Linked DNA regions of Sus scrofa: region 1 is linked to region 2. The links are chromatin contacts, called in public HiChIP or PLAC-seq maps. All regions are on one chromosome and are shown on one strand. Each heading gives the region's core, a stretch centred on a gene start, on an enhancer-like site or on the middle of the called end of the contact. The rest is flanking DNA. Distances are from core to core; before and after follow the strand shown.

Region 1 (6,054 bases), core at 2,794-5,293, 35 kb before region 2:
CATACATAAGGGCTTTATGTGGGCTTGGTCTGGAAGAGACAGGTCTTTAGAATCATGTTTTGTTCATCAGATTCATTAAATAGAATCTGGAATATCTACAAAGCTCAGAAGTGTTTATATATTTTAAGTACCTCAATAAAGAGAAATCCCAGAGTTCCCATGGTGGCTAGTATTGAAACTGACTAGTATCCCTGAGGATGCAGGTTCGATCCCTGGCCTCGCTCAGTGGGTTAAGGATCCGGCGTTGCCGTGACCTGTGGTATAGGTCACAGATGTGGCTCGGATCCCGTGTTGCTATGGCTGTGGGGTAGGATGGCAGCTACAGCTCTGATTCAGCTGCTAGCCTGGGAACCTCCATATGCCATGGATGTGGCTCTGAAACTCAGTGACATCAACATAGGTTCACTTCCAGGAAGAAATCACCCAAAATTAGTGGGAACAGCTAAGATCTGGTCTGACTACCAAAAAAGCACATTATAATTAAGAAAACTGCTCTTCACTATAGCAACAGAAGAGGGAGCACTTGCACTGAAAAAACAGGAAAGGCCCATAAAACTCCTTTCTCTCTGAAAGATACATCTGTAAAAGCTGACCCAGAAAAATCCAACATATACTCAAACGTAAAGATAATGACAAAAAAAAAAAAAAAAAAAAAGAAAGAAAGAAAAGAGATTCTGGGGTTTTCTGCACAAGGCTAGCATCTGGGTGCTGCTCTAAGGCACTGACCCAGCAGAGCCAAGGACAGTGCATACTCTTCCCACAAAGCATCTCCGTCCTAGTGCCACCGCTCCCAGGGAACCTGGCAGTAGGAGGCCTTACAAAAGTCTATTCTGGTATCAGGACTCACATAGTATTTTCAGAGTAGCCAAAGGAAACTTCTTATCCAGGCTCAGCTCTGGTAACCTTTTCGGGCACATCTGAACAGCACTCTCCAGGGGAAGTGAAATGGCAAAGGGATCCCCTTCCAGCCCTGGAGAGGCCGGTTCTGTTTCTAAGGAATAACCTACAGTGACCTTAAAGAAGCCTTAATTCCCCTCCCTCACACCAAGACAGTCTTTTAAAAAATCCCAAATTTAATTATCAAGCTTCACAAAGTGATTTTTTAACTATGTAGTCAGTCCAAGCCTAGGCTTCCACTTTATTCCCCCAAACTGCATGCAGAACTGAGGAGGAAGGAACTGGCTGAGTGCCGCGAGCACGCCAGTCCTATCGTAGGAGTCTAGAACTGTCTATATGGTCAGGGAAAGGGACAGACTCAGCACTGGGGTCAGAAGGGGGGAGGTATTCACAGAAGGTGGGGATCAGGGTGTCAAACTTTGTCTTCTGATAGTTTTCCAGAGATTCCTGCAGAGAAGGGAGCAGGGACATCCTATCATCACTGAGACATGCCCTGAGCCCCTGTCCTCCAGACCATGTGGCTTTCTGCTTGGTTCTGCCACTAAGCGCCCCTGCCTCCCCCAGCTTTCCATTGCTTCCTACTCACCTTTCCTTCTCTCGGGCCATTTTCCTCCTCCTCCTCCTCCGAGTCCAAAACCAGGTCCCCTATGGTAATGTCAGAGCTGCACAGAGACGGAGGACACGCTGCAGGGAGGAAACCAGAGTCCAAGTACTCTTCTCGGTGAACATCGACCCTCGAGTCTCCAAGAGAAGGGGCTGTCTGACCCGGTCCTGACTCAGGATGACCTACCTGGCTTCCTGGCCCTCGGAGGTGATAATGACAGTCTCAGGGGGCCCATGGGGCAATCCAAGCAGTTCCTGAGGCGAGAGCAAACAAAGACAGGGTGAAGGGAAAGCAGGCAGGGAATGTGCCACTAGGAGGGAGAAACAACTGGTCTACTCACTCCTTTTGCTCTGAGGCAGACAGGTCAATTGGGTTCTCCTTCAGAGCCCTTCCCCCCAGGGTCTTGGATGGACTCCTAGACTTGCCAGCAGAGGCCGCTCTGGTGCCCACTGCACCTGCTGGATCTGCCATGTGTGTCCCATGTTCTTCCCTGTTTTCAGGCTTAGATATGACTTGTGTTGGTGAACCCAGATTCCTAAAGGGGAACAGCATAACTGTGGGGCGCTCCTTATGGCCTCCGCTAGTGGATGCCCACCGAGACTGGATTCTTCGCCGGCCTAGAGGGGCCAGATTGAAGTGGTGGCCAGCCAGAGGTTCTGGGTGCTTCCTTGAGATTGGTCCCTGTGGAAGGTGTGGGCCAGGCTGGGCTTTTGGCAGAGGGTTGTCGAGTGCTGGTCTTGGCTGCTGAGGAGGACTCTGCCCCATGGGCTCTGAGGTGGTCGCTGAGTCAGTAGCAGAGCACTCTGAAAAAGCAAGCAGAGCTGCTTAAAAAGGCAACCTACTGGAGTTCCCCTCCTGGCTCAGTGGTTAAGGAATCCGACTAGGAACCATGAGATTGCAGGTTCGATCCCTGGCCTCGCTCAATGGGATGAGCGTAGCCTTGACCTGTGCTGTAGGTTGCAGGTGCGGCTCGGATCCCGTGTTGCTGTGGCTCTGGCGTAGGCTGGTGGCTATATTTCTGATTAGACCCTAGCCTGGGAATCTCCATATGCCGCGGAAGCAGCCCTAGAAAAGGCAAAAAAGACAAAAAAAAAAAAAAAAAAGTCTCAGGCTAGACATTCCACCCCCAAATTCTTAGTTTTCAGAGATGGTCCTGGTACCTGGAGGTGGCCACCCCATGTCCACAACATACTGGCTCAGGACAAAAGAAGTGACAGAAGCTCCAGGCTGCATCCAATTCAGCACATCCTGAAGCTGTGGGCAAGGAGAAGAGAGGCATAAAGACCACAGTCCTTGACACAACCACCCACATTCTACCCTTAATGTGTTTTGTTCCCAGAAACCTGCTGTGCCTGCAGTGTAGGCAGTGCTTTTTCCAGCTGACACAAGTATTCAAAAAACAGCTTTTCCATGGCAGCCAGGAAAGTTTCCCCATACTCTTGCTCAAGTCCCTGCAGGAAGGAAAGAAGCAGGTCAGAAAAGGACTAAAGAAAAAGCTACACCATAGCTTCCAAAGCTGCCAGTCCCACCTGTAGGTTCGAAGCCAAATCAACAGAATCCTTTGCTAGTTGCTTCACCTGCTGGCAAAAGGTTTCCTGGGCCTCTGAGATTTTCCTCAGATCCTGCTTTGTCTGTTGGGAGTAAGGAAAGCAAACAAGTTAGGGACATCAGGACCAGTGACAGGAAGGAGGAGCAACTGTGCTGCCCTAAGTGTTAACTGGGGGTAGGGCTTCTTCCAGGGACGACTCACGGCTTTGGGGTCCCGCACCACAGGTCCAGACTCTGGGAAGTGGTGATTCAGGGCATTCAGAACCTGGGCCCAAGGCCGGCCCTGCAGGATCAGCTCCACCACCAGCTGTGAAGAATACTGAGCTCAGAATCCCCACGTCGGGGCAAGCTACCCTTTTCCAACCAGTCCCACTCCAGAGCGGTCGGTCCAGCAGAGGACCTCGTATCCCTCCCCTTTCCCCTCAACCAGGTCCTACTGACTCCAATACCTTGGCCTTTAGGCCCATACACAGGCGTTCATGGTGCCGGTAGCGAACCAAGCCAGGGGCAGCAGCGCGCAGGGATCGCAGAAACTCCAATACTCGCGGAAAATGCTCCACGCGCCGTCCGCGCACAACTTGCCAGCTGGCTGCGGCTGCGAAGCGCAGGGCTGCGGGACCAGCCTCCGGGGGCGCGGCCATGGCCGGCGGGCTCCACCCCAGGGGCCGTCCCTTTTGGTTCCTACCTCCAAGGCGAGGCTTCGCGACTCCTCCTAGGGGTGGGGCTTCCGGTGGCCCTCCGACTCCGCTATTTTGGTCTGCGCCGCATAGTTCGCGATCTGAGTCCACACCCTCCCGTGGGTCACTAGAATTCTAGGGTTTTTTTCCCCAACTCTGGATGCAGCCCGAATGGAGAAGCTGGCCAGCTACACTGGCACCAGGTTGCTGTGTCTTAGACGCCGCCGCAGTCTCTAACCGGACGGCTACCTCGCTTCGGCTCTGCCACCAGTTTCCCTACCCCGGAAAAGGGTGGCAGTGGAGAACCAATGGGCCTTCAGGCAGAGGAGACGTGACGTCGCGTCATAAGGCCACGCCCCCGCAGATCCGGCTGCGCCGCTGCCGGCTCCCGCCCACTGTGACCTGCTCTGCTGACGGCCGGTGGGTGGTGGCGAGTGCAGTTTTGGGTCCCGCCCCTGGCCTCGGTGTTTTTTTGCGGAGCATATAGAGAAGTCACGTCTTTCTTTGAGGTCTAGCTTTTTGGTCTTTGAAGGAGGTCTATGCCACTTCCTTTCTCCATTGTCTTCACCTCTCAAATACGATTCCTTAAATCCCGGCACCCAAACCAGCGCCTGCAAAGCCTTTCCCGGCGGCGCGCCGCTGCCATTAAGAATTCAACTGTTCTTCCTTTCACAGAACAGAAGAGGGCGCCCGCCTTTAAAAAATAAAATACAGGGAGTTCCTGGTGTGGTTCAGCGGGTTACGGACCTGACTAGTATGCTTGAGGATGCAGGTTCGATCCTTGACCCTGCTTAGTGGGTTGAGGGTCAGTTGCCTTGAGCTTTGCTGTAGGTTGCAGACGCGCCTCAGATCTAGCGTTGCTGTGGGTGTGGTGGAGGCCAGCAGCGGTAGCTCCCATTCGACCCCTAGCCTGAGAACTTCCATATGCCACGGGTGTGGCCCTAAAAAAGCAAAGGAAATCCAACCAAACAAACAAAAACAAACCCGAAAACAAAGTTTAAAAAGATACATCAGGAGTTCCCGTCGTGGCGCAGTGGTTAACGAATCCGACTAGGAACCATGAGGTTGTGGGTTCGGTCCCTGCCCTTGCTCAGTGGGTTGACGATCCGGCGTTGCCGTGAGCTGTGGTGTAGATCGCAGACGCGGCTCGGATCCCGCGTTGCTGTGGCTCTGGCGTAGGCCGGTGGCTACAGCTCCGATTCGACCCCTAGCCTGGGAACCTCCATATGCCCCGGGAGCGGCCCAAGAAATAGCAACAACAACAACAAAAAAAAAGACAAAAGACAAAAAAAAAAAAAAAGATACATCAGATTGTTACCCTGTTTTTCTCTAGATGGTGAGACTAGGTAATATTCTATGTTTTCTATGTTTGCTATCTTTTCTTTTTTAATCATGAAGTGCTAAAGTAAATAATAAAAATAGATTTTCTTTTTCAAATTGCTTCCGCGCACTTGCTACAGTCAGTCCCCTAATGTAAATGACTGTTTTACTTGTCTTTCTCCTTGTCACAGTTTCTGGTGCCTCTCATTTCCATTGCCAGGAACAGAACCTCTGCACACAATGTACATTTTCTGTTGATTGAATTAATTACCTTCTCTGACTGCCTTACAGGGGTTTAGTGAAATTACCCTTTCTTTGGGGCATCTCCTTTCCTAGATATAATGGCTCCCCACCGTCTCCACTTAAGATCAGTCTTCTGAGGTGCCCCACATATTCAGCTGCCCAGGGGGCATCTAGTTGGAGGTCCCGAAGTACCCAGATCAGACATGTATGAAATTCTAGTTATATTTCACTTTTGAGACATAATTTTGATATATACAGAAGTCTAGGTTGGTGGGCTTTTTTCCTTCAGCACTTTAAATTTACTGCACTCCACACAACTTATACAACTCAACAGCAAAAAAGCCAACAACCCAATGGAAAAATGGGCAAAAGACCGGAATAGATATTTCTCCAAGGAAGATATACAGATGGCCAACAAGCACTTGAAACAATGCTCAACATCACTGATTATTAGAGAAATGCAAATCAAAACTACCCTGAGATACCACCTCACTCCAGTCAGAATGGCCATCATTAGTAAGTCCACAAATAAATGCTGGAGGGGGTGTGGAGAAAAGAGAACCCTCCTGCACTGTTGGTGGGAATGTAAACTGGTACAACCACTATGGAGAACAGTATGGAGGTATCTTAGAAAACTATGCATAGAACTCCCGTATGACCCAGCAGTCCCACTCTTGGGCATATATCTGGACAAAACTTTCCTTAAAAAAGACACATACAGGAGTTCCCGTCGTGGCGCAGTGGTTAACGAATCCGACTAGGAAC
Region 2 (6,063 bases), core at 1,153-3,652:
GCCGGTTCCTGCCATCTGGGGTCCTCCACTCCACGGACAGGGGTGACTCATTAACCATGAGCAGCAAGGTCTCCGTGCTGGGGCCCACCTGGCACAGAGGACAAATGAGAGACCCATCACTCCAACAGCACCAGGCCCCCAATCTACGATGTTCTCCGGTAAAGGGTGCAAGACTCACTAGGAGGGGCCGGGAGAAGGAGACAGTCAGACAGGCCTCATCCCGGCTCACGTGCAGGCAGCGCAGGGCATCCTGGGGATCAGCTGCAAGGGAGACAACAGGCTTCCTTATATATTCTTCCATTTGTTCCAAGCTCTAATCACTAAGCCTCTTTCCCCACTGCTCACCTCGTCCCAGGAGCCAGCGATGGTAGAACCAGGCACTCTGATCGTTGGGGTCAGTGAAGAAGGCGTTCTGCACCAGCTCCAGCTCTGTGGGGGCCAAGGAGATATGGGGCTGTGGTTGGGACCCTGCTGGGCTCCTGGCCACCCCGACATCCCACCTCCTCTTTGGAGAACCTGCAGCCCTCAGTTTCACTTATACGCTGGCCTTGCCCAGGGGCTACTACATATGTCAGTTTTTTTCTTTGCCATTGGACACCTGAGCTTGCTGCAGCCAGGGGCTGGATCTTGTGCACCCTCAGAGCCAGGCACAAAGTGGGTACTCAGTAAACCCAGTGGCAGGTTCGGAAACAGGGCTAGGCATCAGGGCTGGAAAGGCGGCACTGCACAGCACCCCCTGACTCTGCTTACCTTTGAGCAGCACATCCTCAGGGAGGCGCCCCTGGGGTCCAGAGTCTGGCTGGGGGTGCAACTGGGGCAAGAGGCAGGAGCGGTAATGCCAGGAGGAGTAGTTGGAGAAGTTTCGGGTGATGAGGCTGTCCGTGAAGGCTAGCTCCTCCGCGGGGGGGACAGCTGCCTGGGAGGCCACAAACCGCCGGTAGTCCCAGCAGTGAACTGCAGGGGAGGGCAGACGGCACATCTCAGATGCAGGGCCAGAGGAGCTCCCCGGTTGGTACCCGTGGAGTTCCCTTGGAGGCCCTGAGAAACACTTCTACGCACTCCACGGAGGATGCATTTGGTTCCATCATTCATCCCTTTGGCCATCAGCTCACTGGGCCTGTCAGGCCATCCCTGCCCACTCTGGGCCTTACTGAGGTGCTGTACCAGGATGTGGGGCAATTGAGCCCTGTGGGGACAGAATCTGCAGGCACGTACAGTTCCGCTCATCAACCTCGAGGAAGCGGGCACACAACTCCAGCTCCCGGGCCCAGTTGGGCTCTGGCAGGCGACCCAGCAACCAGCAGCGGTGGTGCCAGGTACCATAAGACTTGGGGTTCACCCTCAGACAGCTCTCCAGGAAGCCCAGTTCTGCCTTCACCAAAGCGGCCAACTCTTCCGGGGACCTGCACCCAGAGGGGAATGAGGGTCAGGGCCCTCCAACACCCAATCTCAGCTCACCTCTGACTTTTTGCACCCAGCCCTCCACTGCCTTCTGCCTATGCCTCGGCTGCCCCATTCGTCCTCTATCCTTGGACCCAGGTGGGGCAAGGCCAGAGCCATCTTCCCTGGGCCCTGAACCCCTACGCACTTCTGGACCTCCAGCCGCTGAAGCACCTCCCGTCGACAGTTCCAGAGTGTGGCAAAGTCAGGGTTGGCTCCCAGAATCTGGCTTGTCAGTTCCAGCACTGACTCATCCAGCTCTCCAGCCTGACGCTGAGAAGATAGACAGCAGGGTCAGAGATCATATCAATCTCCCACCACAGGACTGAAGACCATAAATAGAACTACAGACTGTTCTGTGAATCCCACACTATACAACAGGTACTCTACAGAGCACTATATGGGTTTCCTCGTATTCTTTCGTTTAATTTTAACAACAATCTTAAGTGTAATTATTAGCCCCATTTTACAGACGGGCAAACTGAGGTCCAAAGAGATTTAATAGTTTGCCTAAGGTCACACAGCTATTAAGTGATAGAAACCAGATGTGGATCCAGGCGGTCTGACTCTAAGGCCCAGCTCTTGGCCTCAGTGCTGTACTAAGGGAGCCGCTGCAGGAGGGGGCTACGTCTGAGGGCCCCACCTTCTGGAAGACGGTCTGGGTGGCTGTCTGGTATAGCTTCAGCTTCTGTTCCCGCTCTAGCCTTTTGGCTTCTGCTTGCTCTTCTGATGTCTTCACCTTCAGGCGCCCGTGCTACAGGGATGCGCGGGTTGGACGAGAACAGGCTGCCTTGCAGGGGCAAACCCACCAAACCCCCACTGCGGAGTCTCAGGTTTATATCTGGCAAGGCCACGCGGGGCAAGGCCGTGGGCATGGGCATGCGGAGGAGAGGGGCTAGGTTCAGGGTTCTCACCATGGTGCTGGCTCAGGTTCAGGGCAGGGGAGGGTCCAGGAGCGCCCGTGAAATCTGAGGAAAGAAGTGTCAATCATGGGAACCCCGCCCCTGGGAGCCCCGCCCCTAGCTGTCCCCAGGAAGTCGCACGCGAGCCTGGGCGGAGACCTCTGGGGTAATAAGGGGTCCTGGGACAGGCACTGCAAGTCCAAAAGGCACCCACCGAACTGGGGCTTGCACCCGTGCGGCCCTATCCAGAGTCCGATCCGCTGGGGCTGGACCCAATCTGCCGCACTTAAGTGATCGGGACAACTCCCCACCCAATGGGTGCCGCTACCCGCCTGCCCCATAGCTCGCAAGCACCGCCGCCCCCTGCGCGCGGACCCACCTGTACTGCGAGGAGGACTGCGGAACGCAGAGATGCGGCGCCCGCCAGCGAGCCCAAACGTTGGCTAGAGCGGCGTCACGCCTCGGCTCTCTGAAGCGCAGCGCCCTCTGCAGGCCTGGCGAAGGGCCTGCGGCGGAGCCGGCAGTCCGGAAACGCCAAGTCTCAGTCTGTTAGGCCGCTGGTGCGAAAGCAGTGCGGTCTGCACTTCCCGGCAGCTCTTCAAAGTGTGTTTCAGTTGAAAAGTTTTCGCCACCAGCCGGAAGCCCACGCCGTTATCGCTCGCTTGACCTCACTCTGGCCGCACTGTACACCTCTTAGTTGCCAAATCTAAGGGATGGGCTTTCCTGTCTTTCATTGACTTTTGCATCATTTGTTGTTGTTGTTGTTTTTAACCACTTTTCTGGTCATGGTTTTATTTTATTCTATAAATGATTTTTATTTTTTCCACTATAGCTGGTTTACAGTGTTCTGTCAATTTTCTACTGTACAGCAAGGTGACCCAGTCACACGTACACATATACATTCCTTTTTCTCACATTATGCTCCATCATGCTCCATCATAAGTGACTAGATAGAGTTCCTAGTACTAGACAGCAGGAGACTTTTGCAGCATTTGATGCAACTGACCTCCCTCGGACCCCCTGTCCTGGCTTCTCCTGCACACTTGCCCTCCCCTTCTCATCTGTTAACTTTCTCCTCCCCTAAATGTGGGTTTCCAGGGCCCTTCCCTCACTCCTTTCCATTTTGAACACCTTCCCGGGAGAATGTTCACAGACCCAAGTCTTCAACTGCTTGGAGCTGGAGCTCCCCAGAGTTCTATCCTGGGTCCACAGAACTTCTGACCCACAATTTCCCTGGGTGACTTCATCCACAGTCGTGGTTTTAATTTCTACCTGTAAGTTTGATGACATTCAAACATGTCTCCAGCCCAGATGTCTTGCAAACTTTAATATTAGAAAAAAATATACACACAAACACACATTCACAAGCTTATTAGGTAGCACCTAGTTGTCCCATCAAACTCCAAAAGTTGAGAGATATTACTGTCTCCCCTTCCAGTCTAAACTTTAGCCTTTATGTTTCCTATTTTAGTGGATGACCCCCCCCAACATTTCTTTAGTATCCTTCCATTCCCACTACATTAAAAACTTAAGCATATTTATTCCTGGGATTGTTGAAAGTCTTTTCAGTGTTCCCCCATCTCCATCCTGTCCCCTCTTTTATCAGTTCATCCCTGTGCTGCTGAATCAGTCTTTCCGAAATGTAAATTCAGTCATGTTACATCTCTGCCTAAAACCCTTCCATGGCTCCTGACAACTTTTTAGGAAAGACTTTGAACGTCTCAGGTCAGCACATCAAGATTCTTGGCACATGGGACTTGCTTGCCCCTCGGGTGTCATGTCCTGCCTGTCCCTGTTAAAAACCCTTCATTACAGCTGATAGAAGGACTTGCAGTTTCCCAGGCATCTAGTCTGTTCCCTCTTCTTTATTCTTTTTCTTCCACAGCCCTTCCTTTGCCAGAATAACTCCTTTTATCTTTTTTTAATTTTTTTTCTTTTCAGGGCCACACCTGCAGCATATGGAAGTTCCCAGGCTAGGGGTCAAATTGGAGCTGCAGCTGCTGGCCTATACCATAGCCACGGCAATGCAGAATCTGAGCCACATCTGTGATCTACACCACAGCTTGCAGCAACACCAGATCCTTAACCCATTGAGTGAGGCCAAGATTGAAACCATATTCCCACAGACCCTCTGTCAGATTGCCCACAGTGCAGATCTGCCAGCTACAATCTTACATCATAGTCACCAAGGGTGGAGGAAAGGGGGTAGAGGAAGACTGAATAAGGAAGCATGAAATGTTTTTTAATGGTTAGCAATCCTGAAACTAGGAAGTTTGAGTCAAGCAGGCTTAAGAGAGGAAATGAGTCTCAAATTTGCTTCCAAGAAGGTGGGTCCTGGTTTTGGAAAGAAGGTAGGAAAGGCATTTTAGGCATGTGCTATGACAGGAAGGTGGGGGAGTGAAAGCCAAACAGACTTAGCTGGCTGGCAGACAGAAGCCGAACCAGGTGCCTTTGGAAAGATAAGAGCAGTGGAATCAATGACAAGCCTCTGGCTTTAAGGCAAAAGGAGATGTCAGGAGTTATATTTGGCCTCTTGTGTGGGATAAGTGGGAACTGTGCAGGTGTCTGAGGGCCACAATCTAAATGACGCTTGAGGAAGGGATTTTGCCGCCTTCTATATAGAGATAAGAACAAGCAATAACTGAGTGCTGACCGAGCTCCAGACATCTTTTTTGATGCACTCACTCTCTATGTGAAGTAGGTGTTATTTTACAATGAGGAAACAATGCATACAGTTCACAGAGGCTAAGTTGCTTGCCCAAGGTCATACAGCTGGCAGGGAGTACAGCCAGTGAAACTGAGTTCCTCTAAAACAAGTTCTCAGAGTTTCCATTGTGGCTCAGAGGGTTAAGAACATAGTGTCCGTGAGGATGCGGGTTTGACCTCTGGCCTTGCTCAGGGGGTTAAGTTAAACAGGTTAAGTGGATTGAGTGGGTTAAGTTAAGTGGGCATTGCCGCAAGCTGTGGCATAGGTCACAGATATGGCTCGGATCCAGTGTTGCAATGGCTGTGGTGCAGGCCTCAGCTGCAGCTCTGATTTGATTGCTAGCCTGGGAACTTCCAGGATTTGGCCATAAAAAGAAAAACAAAAACAAAGAGTTCCCGTCATGGCTCAGTGATTAATGAGCATCCATGAGGATGCAGGTTCAAAACCTGGCCTCGCTCAGTAAGGATCCAGTGTTGCTGTGAGCTGTGGTGTAGGTCGCAGATGCAGCTCGGATCTGGCATTGCTGTGGCTGTGGTGTAGGCCATTGGCTACAGCTCTGATTTGACCCCTAGCCTGGGAACCTCCATATGCCATGGGTGCGGCCCTAAAAAGACAAAAGAAAAAAAAACAAAAAAAGAGTTCCCTTACCAAGTTGGTGATTCATCTGTCTAAAACTTTATTTCCTTTCTTGTCCCCTCTGACCTCAATCCTGTGCTAATTGAACACTAATCAACCAGAGTCAGATGATTAAAACTGCTGTTATCAACAACTTCGTTAATGTACTAAAATTGCTATTACAGATATCATCACTAACATACAAACTCAGGTTGTTTCTCCAGGGCAAGATGATCTAACAGACCCCTAAGCCATAAACCACCTGGCCAGAGAATCGTATACGGGAGATATTCTAACTACAGTTGAAACAACGCTTAAGAAATACCAGAGATATGGAGTTCTCATCATGGCTCATCAGAAATGAATCTGACTAGCATCCATGAAGATGCAGGTTTGATC

What was found. HiChIP or PLAC-seq counts read pairs in DNA pulled down with a chosen protein or histone mark.
Region 1: a contact with region 2 is called in an H3K27ac HiChIP or PLAC-seq map of alveolar macrophages. The contact joins the promoter of TINF2 here to the promoter of RABGGTA in region 2. A contact is called at or near these places in 4 of 47 Hi-C or Micro-C datasets (embryonic fibroblasts, heart right ventricle, liver and 1 more) and 2 of 2 datasets of contacts at active chromatin or transcription factors (alveolar macrophages and skeletal muscle).

The regions. Positions count from the first base shown.
Region 1 is chr7:75,054,780-75,060,833 of Sscrofa11.1, reverse strand. It overlaps TINF2 (TERF1-interacting nuclear factor 2), which reads right to left and starts at 4,043. Exons shown (of 8, transcript XR_002345917.1): 1 at 3,499-4,043; 2 at 3,252-3,356; 3 at 3,031-3,132; 4 at 1,842-2,952; 5 at 1,688-1,755; 6 at 1,484-1,581. It overlaps GMPR2 (GMP reductase 2), which reads left to right. Exons shown (of 10, transcript XM_001928014.5): 10 at 1-154.
Region 2 is chr7:75,018,467-75,024,529 of Sscrofa11.1, reverse strand. RABGGTA (Rab geranylgeranyltransferase alpha subunit) reads right to left here and starts at 2,402. Exons shown (of 16, transcript NM_001098593.1): 1 at 2,355-2,402; 2 at 2,084-2,194; 3 at 1,589-1,713; 4 at 1,216-1,403; 5 at 751-954; 6 at 346-429; 7 at 179-261; 8 at 1-88. The coding sequence starts at 2,357.